Regions from separate parts of the Anas platyrhynchos genome. Here all the other regions are linked to region 1. The links are chromatin contacts, called in public Hi-C maps. All regions are on one chromosome and are shown on one strand. The core of a region is the stretch at or near the end of the contact, and the rest is flanking DNA. Distances in the headings are between cores, read along the strand shown. Region 1 holds the start of HBP1 (HMG-box transcription factor 1). Region 2 holds the start of CCDC71L (coiled-coil domain containing 71 like). Region 3 holds the start of PIK3CG (phosphatidylinositol-4,5-bisphosphate 3-kinase catalytic subunit gamma).

What was found. A called contact is a pair of places that touch in the nucleus more often than the background predicts.
Region 2: a contact with region 1 is called in a Hi-C map of subcutaneous adipose tissue, with 2.8 times the contacts expected there. The contact joins the promoter of CCDC71L here to the promoter of HBP1 in region 1. A contact is called at or near these places in 2 of 8 Hi-C or Micro-C datasets (skeletal muscle and subcutaneous adipose tissue).
Region 3: a Hi-C map of subcutaneous adipose tissue shows a contact between it and region 1, with 4 times the contacts expected there. The contact joins the promoter of PIK3CG here to the promoter of HBP1 in region 1. A contact is called at or near these places in 5 of 8 Hi-C or Micro-C datasets (F5 follicle, liver, skeletal muscle and 1 more).

The regions. Positions count from the first base shown.
Region 1 is chr1:14,915,726-14,918,615 of IASCAAS_PekinDuck_T2T, reverse strand. HBP1 (HMG-box transcription factor 1) reads right to left here and starts at 1,434. Exons shown (of 11, transcript XM_027459130.3): 1 at 1,280-1,434. The coding sequence starts at 1,294.
Region 2 is chr1:14,741,533-14,744,422 of IASCAAS_PekinDuck_T2T, reverse strand. CCDC71L (coiled-coil domain containing 71 like) reads left to right here and starts at 1,519. Exons shown (of 1, transcript XM_027459190.3): 1 at 1,519-2,890. The coding sequence starts at 1,694. The coding sequence ends at 2,551.
Region 3 is chr1:14,765,618-14,768,507 of IASCAAS_PekinDuck_T2T, reverse strand. PIK3CG (phosphatidylinositol-4,5-bisphosphate 3-kinase catalytic subunit gamma) reads right to left here and starts at 1,376. Exons shown (of 11, transcript XM_072032638.1): 1 at 990-1,376.

The DNA of each region.
Region 1 (2,890 bases), core at 185-2,684:
TGGCTCGAGGACTTTTCTAAACCAAAGCCATCCATATGTAACAGCCAAAAAAACCCAAGGAAACGAATTCAAAGGAAGAAAAGCGGAGTTGAGCACTTTTTCTGCCCAATTAAAGGCTGTTTTGAACAGCGTGTGCTTCCTGCCTGGGCCTTGGCATTTCGGTGTTTTGAAACGTCAAGGGAACGGTCATGGATTAGCTCGCACGGCCTTTTTTTGGTTCAGTTTTCGCGAGGCTGTTGTGAAATGTGCTGGGTGGGGGCGCCAGGCAGCGCTGAGACCGCTGGCGGCAACCTTCCCTCACAGCCCAACGGGTTCGATAACGGGCACCCGCGCTGTAAAACGAGTCCCTTCCTGACGTTAGGAAGAAAATACGGGAATATTAAGAAAGATCCTATTGGCTACGGGGAGCTACTTCCATTTCGGAAGGGCCAAGGGTAAAATAATTCCCGTTAAAAGGGGAGCCGGGGGGGGGGGGGGCTGGGCGGGACGGCTTCGTGAGGAGAGCCGAGTCCGGCCGGACTTTCCCGAGCGACACCGAGCCGAGCCCAGCCGAACCTTGCCGAGCATTCCCGAGCCCAGCCGAGCCCTTCCGACCTCCGCTGAGCGTTGCCGAGCCGAGCCCGGCCGAACCTTTCCGATCCCTTCCGAACTTTGCCGAGCCCAGCCGAGCCTCCCCGCACCCCCCCAAGCACACACCACGTGACCCCGCCTGGCCGCTGCCCTTGTTTATAAACTCCCCGCCGGCAGCGCGCATGCGCGCAAGGCCCCATTCATTCACAACTGCGTAACAGCCCGGGGGGGGCAGCCCCCCCCCTCCTTTCTCCCCTCTCCCCCCTTTTTCCCCCTCTCCCCTCCGCTCCTCTCCCCCCGCAGCCGCCTCCCCCCTGCCGAGGAGCCGCCCGCGCTCCCTCCGTCAGCCCGTGCCGAGCCGCCGGCCCCTGAGGAAGGGGAAAAGGGGCCGGGGAAGGGGCTTCGAGGGCATTTTCCAGCCTGGCGCTGCCGCTGGACCGCCCTGAGGGGCAGCCGGCGCTCTGGAGGCGCCGCTCGGGGCTCAGCCCGGCGCCGCCGAACCGTCCCGACGCCGCCGGGCGGCCGGGGTACGGAGCGGGGTAAACAACAGCGGGCCACCCGCCCGCGGCTGCCTCGATGAGGGCTCCGCAGGCTCCTCAGCGCCGCCCACGGCCGCCGCCACCCCCCCGCAGCCCGCCAAGCCCCGGCCGCCCCCCTCCGAGCCCCGCCGGCCGCCCGCAGCCGCAGCCCCGCAGTTGGCGGCACTTACCAGACCCGTCGCCATTACCGAATTCCCCTCAGCTTCCCCCCCCGCCGAGTCCTCGCCGCGCAGTCCCGCCCCGTGCTGACCAGGCTCGGTCGTTGATTGGTTGGAGGCGGCGTTGCTCAACGTGTCCCCGGTTCCTATTGGCTGAGCGGCCTGCCCATCAGAAACCCGCCCGGAGGGCGGACATGTTTTGACTATCCTGCACAGCTGATTGCACCGCGCCGCGCGTCAATCACGCGCAGACAGCGCCGCGATTGGCTAATCCCATCCTCGGCTCGCTACGAGGCATTCTGGGAGCTGTAGTCTCGGCCGCGGCAGCCGCCAGCCAAGTTGTGCAGGTGAAGAACGACAGCCCCCAGCGTGCCCCGCGCGGCGCCCGGCCGATAGTAAACAAGGCGCTGAGGGACACGTGTACCGCGCCCGGCCCCGAGATGGCGGCCGGCCCCGCCGCCCCCCGCTGCCTCAGCGCCTCACAGCTCCCCACAGCTCCCCCGCGCCTACAGCGGCATCACCAACACCGCACAGCCCGCTCGGTTAACACACCAAACGGGCTGGCGATGGCCTCCTGCGGCCCGGCGTGACACGTCCGTGCGCAGCTCGGAAATAAATTATCATATTTAGCACAACCCGTGGAGATGGCCAAAATTTCGTAAATTCGGGATTTCCCCAGAAAATTAACTCAGTGCGCTGATCTCAACGCCACCCCGGTCACATAAAAGTGCTTTAAATCACGCACTGGAGCCGTTGTCGCAGTTTAATGTAGGCTCTACAGCAGTCCTGGCGTTTAGTTGGTCAAGCAAGCAAAAATAAATAAATACAAAAATAAATGAGCTATTCCCATGTAAATAATGACTCAGGCTTACCTATAGAGCCCCGTGGGGTGGGGTGTGCTGGCGGCGGCCGCCAGGGGGAGGCTGTTGGTGCCGTTACCAAACGTCCAGGGGGGTTATGCAACGGGGTGAAAAATAAAAACAATCACAAAATCACACGCTGGAATTACATCCAGTACCAAAGCACACACAGCGTGCAGTGTCTGGACTCTCTGAGATTTGGTTTCTCCAGGAGGCAATAGTTTGAAATCAGAAATCACTCCGAGGGAATTTAACCAAAAAAAAAGCTTTGGTGCTCCATTACCCAACAAAACAGCTCTTTACTGATCATTTTCCCTACTTGAAAACATCGCGATTTGAACACATGCCTCTGGAAAAAGCTGAAAATTAATGCTGAGTCTCAGCTATGAAGAAACTAGACTGCTTTTTATAATACCGACTGTCCAACTCGACATCCCACAAGCTCAGGTTTTCCCTGTATCTAGAATTAAGGCTCTTCCTAAGTAACTGGTAGATCTTTATATAAGAGAACTTATACAGCATCCTCTCTCTAAAATATGTTTTAATAAACTGAAAAGTGGTAAATCAGGAATCATCTTTACACCACTCTTCAATAAAATTAACTTTAAAGCTGTTTTCCTTCCTCCCCTTCCCTTTTGATCTCCTATATATGTCTAAACAACCTTTAGGCTGTTTGGGGAGAGGCCCAAGCTGCTGCTTTTTTTATTTCACATAAAATTTACCGTGGACCCTGCATTTCCAGATTGAGGTTTGGCAGAAGACC
Region 2 (2,890 bases), core at 270-2,769, 170 kb after region 1:
GTAAGAAATAATTTCTTATGCATAATTTCTGCCTCTTATTTGAGAAGCTTCCTAGACATTCCAATTTAGGTTCTTGATGAGTTGAGAATAAAAGATTTCCCTATTCTAAACTGAAAGATTAATTACAGAACAAAGACTGCATATGAAGAAAAATAATGTTATTCCTCAGCCCGTACTGACGCTTAGAGAAAGTAATTAGTTAGGAGTCTAATCAAACCCCAAGTAGGGTTTGTAGGGAAGGTTAAACCATCTCAGGTCTTGCTGACACTTTGCTGTTCTGGGTGCTGGAAAGCTTTGATTTAACTGAAACAATCCAAGAACCTGAGAAGATACTCTTCCTGTGACAGCAATCTCCGAATTATCGGAAAGCGTGGTCTAGAGGGACAAGGGGACTTATGGCAGCTGACGAAGTTGTCCTATAAAGCTGCAAGCATGGCAGTGTCATGCAGGACAAGAAGGCAGTGTGTACTCATTGAGCTGATGATGCTCATAAAGGGCTCAACTAATGCAAAGACTAATTTGTTTGGGACTTCCTTACAGGACTGCTTTGCTGGGATATGAAGCCAATCCCAATGACGCTGTGAACATTTCAATGTCTTGATGCTGTTGTTGAGTTACTGACCAATGTGTTGACGTTAAAAAGCCCTTCTGCAGGATCAGGATGGTTGTACTCAAACATTGCATGGCGGACTTCATCGTATCATGCCTGGTCACCCATTTTGGGTCAGGCTGGATGTTGGGAAGATGTTCTTTAAGTGTGGTTGTAGAGTGCAACAGGCATCCTGAAGAGGTGGTTGATGTCCTGTGCCTGTCATTGCCCAAAAGGCGGCTGGATAATGCCCCCAACAATACACTTTATTTGGTTTAGTTACTTTAGAAACTTTAGTTACTTTATTTATTGTTTAGCCCAGAAGTGGTCATGCAGGTGGACTTGGTGATCATCGTAGGGCCTTTTCAACTCAACTATGGGATTCTATTCCACGCTGTTGTTTGACTCAGCCTTTGCTCAAGCTCTGGGGCAAGCCCACCCTTCGAAGCCTCTACCCCTTGTGTGCAGCGCCTCGCCCTTACGGCATGGAGGTCGTGTGAGGCCCGCCAGACCCCGCCACCACCGCTGGCCGATGGCGACCAGGGTGACACAACCTCCGAGCACCAAGCTGCCGGGAGCTGTCCCCTGAGGCAAGCAAGATGCCGCCAGCCGGGCACATGGCAGCACATGGCGACATGAGGGACCCGCCCGCGCCCCGGCGCTGCCCCTCAGGGCACGCCCTGCCCCGGGAGCCCTCCACCACCGCGGGGGCGAGTCCTGCCCTCGGGGACGAAGCCCCCCTCAGCACTCCGAGGGGTCTCCACCTCGCTCCCCTCATCGAGGAGCACCCGGAGCCCCCCGAGGGCCGCTCGCAGCGGGCTGAGGGCGGTGTTTGGGGCCGCCGCCACGCGTTTCAAACGGGCCAACCGCCGGGCGCGGAGGGAGGGCGGGCCGCGGCGCAGTCCCCGCCTGGGACTTTAAAGCGCCATTTTGTGCCGGGCGGCCGCGATCGATCGGCGCTCCCAGCCGGCGGGCGGGCGGTGGCGGAGGAGCGGCGGGCGCCCGGCTGGCGGAGCGGCGCCCGTCCTCTCTTCGCCTCCCCGCGCCTCCTTCGCGCTCCCCCCCCCCTCTTTTTTTTTTTTTTTTCCTCGCCCCTCCGCCTCCATGACCCGCAGTCGGAAGCAGGCGGCGCTGGAGAGAGGAGCCGGGAGGATGAACCACGAAGCGGGGAGCGCCGCGGAGGGGGCCCGGGAGGAGGTGGCGGTGGAGGCGGCGGCGGGGGCAGCAGCGGCAGCGGCGGCAGCAGCCGATGGTGGCGGAGCGGCGGCGGCCGCTTGGGGGCTGCAAGGGGAGGCGGAGAAAGTTGTGTACTCGCGGTCGCAGGTCTCCTTCGCCGGCACCAAGGCGCTGAGCGACGCCCTGAAGCTCTTCATGCCCAAGTCCACCGAGTTCATGAGCTCCGACTCGGAGCTCTGGAACTTCCTCTGCAGCCTCAAGCACGAGTTCTCCCCGGTCATCCTCCGCAGCAAGGACGTCTACGGCTACGCCTCCTGCCGCGCCGTCGTCCCCGACCCGCCGCCGCCCTCCTCCGAGCGGCCCCGCCGCCGCCCCGGCAAGCGGCGCCTCCCGGCAGCCGCCGCCGCCAAGCGCCGGGCCGTGGCCGCGGGGGGCAGCGCCAAGCGGCGGCGGAGGCGGCGGCGACGCAGGAGGGGACGGGGGTGGCAGCGCCAAGCGGCGGCGGTGCCGGGCGAGAAGGAGGAGAAGGAGGAGGAGGAGGAGGAGGACAGCGAGCGGGGCGCCCCGGCGCAGGGGCCGGCTTGGGAGCCGTTCGGCGGCCGGTCGCTGGAGGAGATCTGGCAGGCGGCCACCCCCCGCCTCACCTCCTTCCCCACCATCCGGGTGCGGGGCAGCGTGTGGAGCCGGCGGAGCCTGGCGGCGGCGCTGCGGCGGGCGCAGCGGATCCTCGGCGTGGACCTGGCCCCCGTGGTGCGGGTGCGCCGCCTGCCCGTGGCGCCGTCGTGAGGCCGCGGCCGCCGCCCGGCTCTGCCCCGCCGCGGACAAAGAGACCGATATCAGTCACCTGTTTACATTGCTTTCGTCTGGATCATGTCCTTCTGCTGCACTTTACGGCTCGCTCGGACTCGGGACGGGGCGCCGGGACCCCCACCACGACCCCCTTTCCTCTTCCCCCCCCCCCCCCCCCCCCCGGTACCGGGGGCAGCCTGCGGGGCTCCGGCCTCTTGCAGGCTCCGCGCGTGGGGACCAAGTTCCGCTTCCACTTCTCCCCCTTCGGGCTACCTCACTGGTCCAGAAGTCCACCCAAGAAGTTATTTTCCAAAGGAACTTTTCTTTCATGCTTGT
Region 3 (2,890 bases), core at 127-2,626, 150 kb after region 1:
TCTTTGGGATAGATACCCCAAATCAAACAAAACCTTCCAGCTGGTTCCAAAAATTTTGGGCAGGGCGTTTGGCAGAGTTCTGGCTGTGTACGTGACAGGTGATCTACCTTTAGAGCAGCGCTTCACAGAGCCTGGAAACACACAGAGCGCAGCTATGGCTCCTGCAGTGACTGTTAGGATACAGCCTATCCTTTAAAGTTGCGCTCCTTTTCCCAAATACCGATCTTTACCGATATTTTTTACACTGAAATCCAACTCCACAACGCCCTAAGCGACGCCTGCAGCCATTTTTGGGGGGGTCAGGGCAGATTGTACGGTCTACACGAGCCAGGCGGGCACGAGAAACCCTAACTTGCGAGACGAGGCAATACGGATATTTCCTGAGGAGCAGCAGAGCTGACTCAGGATCCGAATCCCGGCGGGCACAGCCTGCTCCAGCCGCTTGCAGCACCCCCTGCCTCCAGCCTTCCCCCCAGCCCCGTGCGGAGCGCGTCCCCCGCCCTGAGATGGCGGCCACCGCCGTGCGCCCCGGGGAAGGGGGGGGCGCCTCCAAACCCCAGCGCTGCCACCTCCAGGGGCCGGGCAGGGCCGGGCCGCGGAGCACCGAGCCCCCGCCGGTGCCCTGCGAGGCTCGGCAGGGCAGGGCTTGGGCCGGCCCGGGGTAGGGTCCAGCGGCGCCCCCCGGGCCGCAGCTACTCACCGCAGCGGCGGGGCCGCGGCCCGGCTCCGCGCAGGTGCCTCGGTCTCAGCGGGGAGCGGAGCGGGCCGGGGGCCGGGCGGGAGGCTCCATGGCCGGCGGGAGGCAGCTCCGCAGCCGCCGCCAATCACACGGAGAGGGAACCGGCGCTGGGGCCTCCCCGCCCCGCTCGGCCCGGCCCCGGCCTCCTCAGCTTCAGCCTCAGCTTCAGCCCCGGGCGCTGCGGGGTCCCCGTCCCGTCCCGTCCCGTCCCGTCCCGTCCCAGCGAGCCGAGGACCAGCTTGGTCCTTACCGGGACCTGCCCGGGCTGTCCCCGAACAGCCCTGCTGATGGTGGGCTGCTCCAGGGCTCCGTGGCCTTCTCCTCTGGAAGGGCTTTCATGCTGGCTGATGAGATGTCTACTTGTGCAGGATTAGCCTCTTACTTCTCCTAACCCTATTTTTTTTCTTCCATCTACTTTTGGTTTGAAGGCGCTGGATTCTTGCTGTCCTGCTGGCCTGGCATCTCCAGGCCCCGCAGCCCTGCCTCTCTGCCTTTTGGTCGTGTTCCTCAGCCCCCTGGTGATTCCCGTAGCCTGCCCCTGGGCTCCTGCCAAAGGGGCCGCATGGGTTTTGGAAGGCGCTGCTCTGAGCTGGACACCGCAGTCCTCCCGCTACGGCCCTGCCAAGGCTGCCCGCAGCAGGAGCATTAATTCATCCGCCTTCCAGAGCCAAGACTCAAATTGTAGCACAGGCATAACAAACCCTCTGCTTCCAACCCAAACAAACAGCACCCCGCTACAACCCATTCACTCCCTGGGCTGCTGCCTGCTCCGCTCTGGAAGGAGCTGAGTATTTGTATCTCCTCACCTCTGTTTTGAAACGGGTAACAAAGTTATCTCAGTGATTGTACCCAGACCTTTTCTGACCTTGATCTTGCAATGAGATTCAGAGGTGAACCCCCGTGTGGCAAGGAGCCCACATGCTTGCCCTGAACGACGTGCTGACAGAAGGTGACGTCTTCAGGGAGTGCTTGACAAGATCATAGGTTTCCACACAGACTATAAAAGGGAATCTGAATGCTCTATGTGCTCTGTGTTAACCTCCATAGAGCGAAAAATATCAGAAGAGAGTAACTGGTGTGTTCCTGTGTATTCCTCATACAGATGCTATTGTAAAAGTTTGGATAATTGTCATTATAACAGTGGAGTTCTTTTGACTTAAAAAATCATCTGCATGACAATGCTAAGAGTTGTAATACCAGCCTGAAGCAGAAAGTAATTCAGAAACGATAGTATAAACACGGAGTTTCAAAATTAATGTGTTACACTGAGCAGTGGCTAAATGAAAGTGTAACTATGTACGGCTTCAAGTTCCCTTTTTACAAAGGTGGAAGCAAAATGAAAGCCTTTAACAACCTTCACATGATGTGCCTGCAGCACAGGGGAAACGTGGTGAAGATTCACTGACTTTGTGCTTGTTTTTGTCTGATACAGTTGGTAATATTGGTCAGAGAAGTTCAGCTTTGCACAGCACGTGTATTACTGAATGCTTTAAAATAGATTAGAAAACCTTATCAAATAGGAAGCCTCTTTTTTGTTGTTGTTGGCTGGGTCCCCAGATGGATCACTGCAGGAACAGAAATACAGCCAGTTTGGCTACTAATCCTGTTAAAATCCATGGACTTTATTTGGGGATGCACAAACATATGGAGATTTGAGCAGATGAATAAAAAAGACCTTCATTTGTCAAAAGGCAAATACAGAGGGAATAATTTACAGCCTGAGCAAATGACATGTTTCATGTGTCACTTCAGCCAGAATTGTATAAAATATTTTTAAATAGCTATAAATCAACATAATACTATTTGCAATGAAAGAATAAATTATTTTCTAGACACTATTTGAGAAAAGGAGGTAAAATATTTTGTAAGGTGTTACAGAAAAACTGAAAATCTTTGTCATTTCAGGATTCAGTAGCTTAATCAATTATTATTATTTTTTTTCATTTAATTTTCAGCTCCTGTATATTCTGCCCACTTATTTATTGCCCTTTGTGGCAAGTACAGGCTTTCCTGTTACCAAGCGTGCTCTCTTTATAGGTTGCATAGGTGTTAGAAATATATATTTTAACATTATTTTATCCTGTTGGTTTTCAAAAGTGACTTTAATCCGTTTCCATAATCTATCACTTTCTATTTTTTTCAGTCAACAGC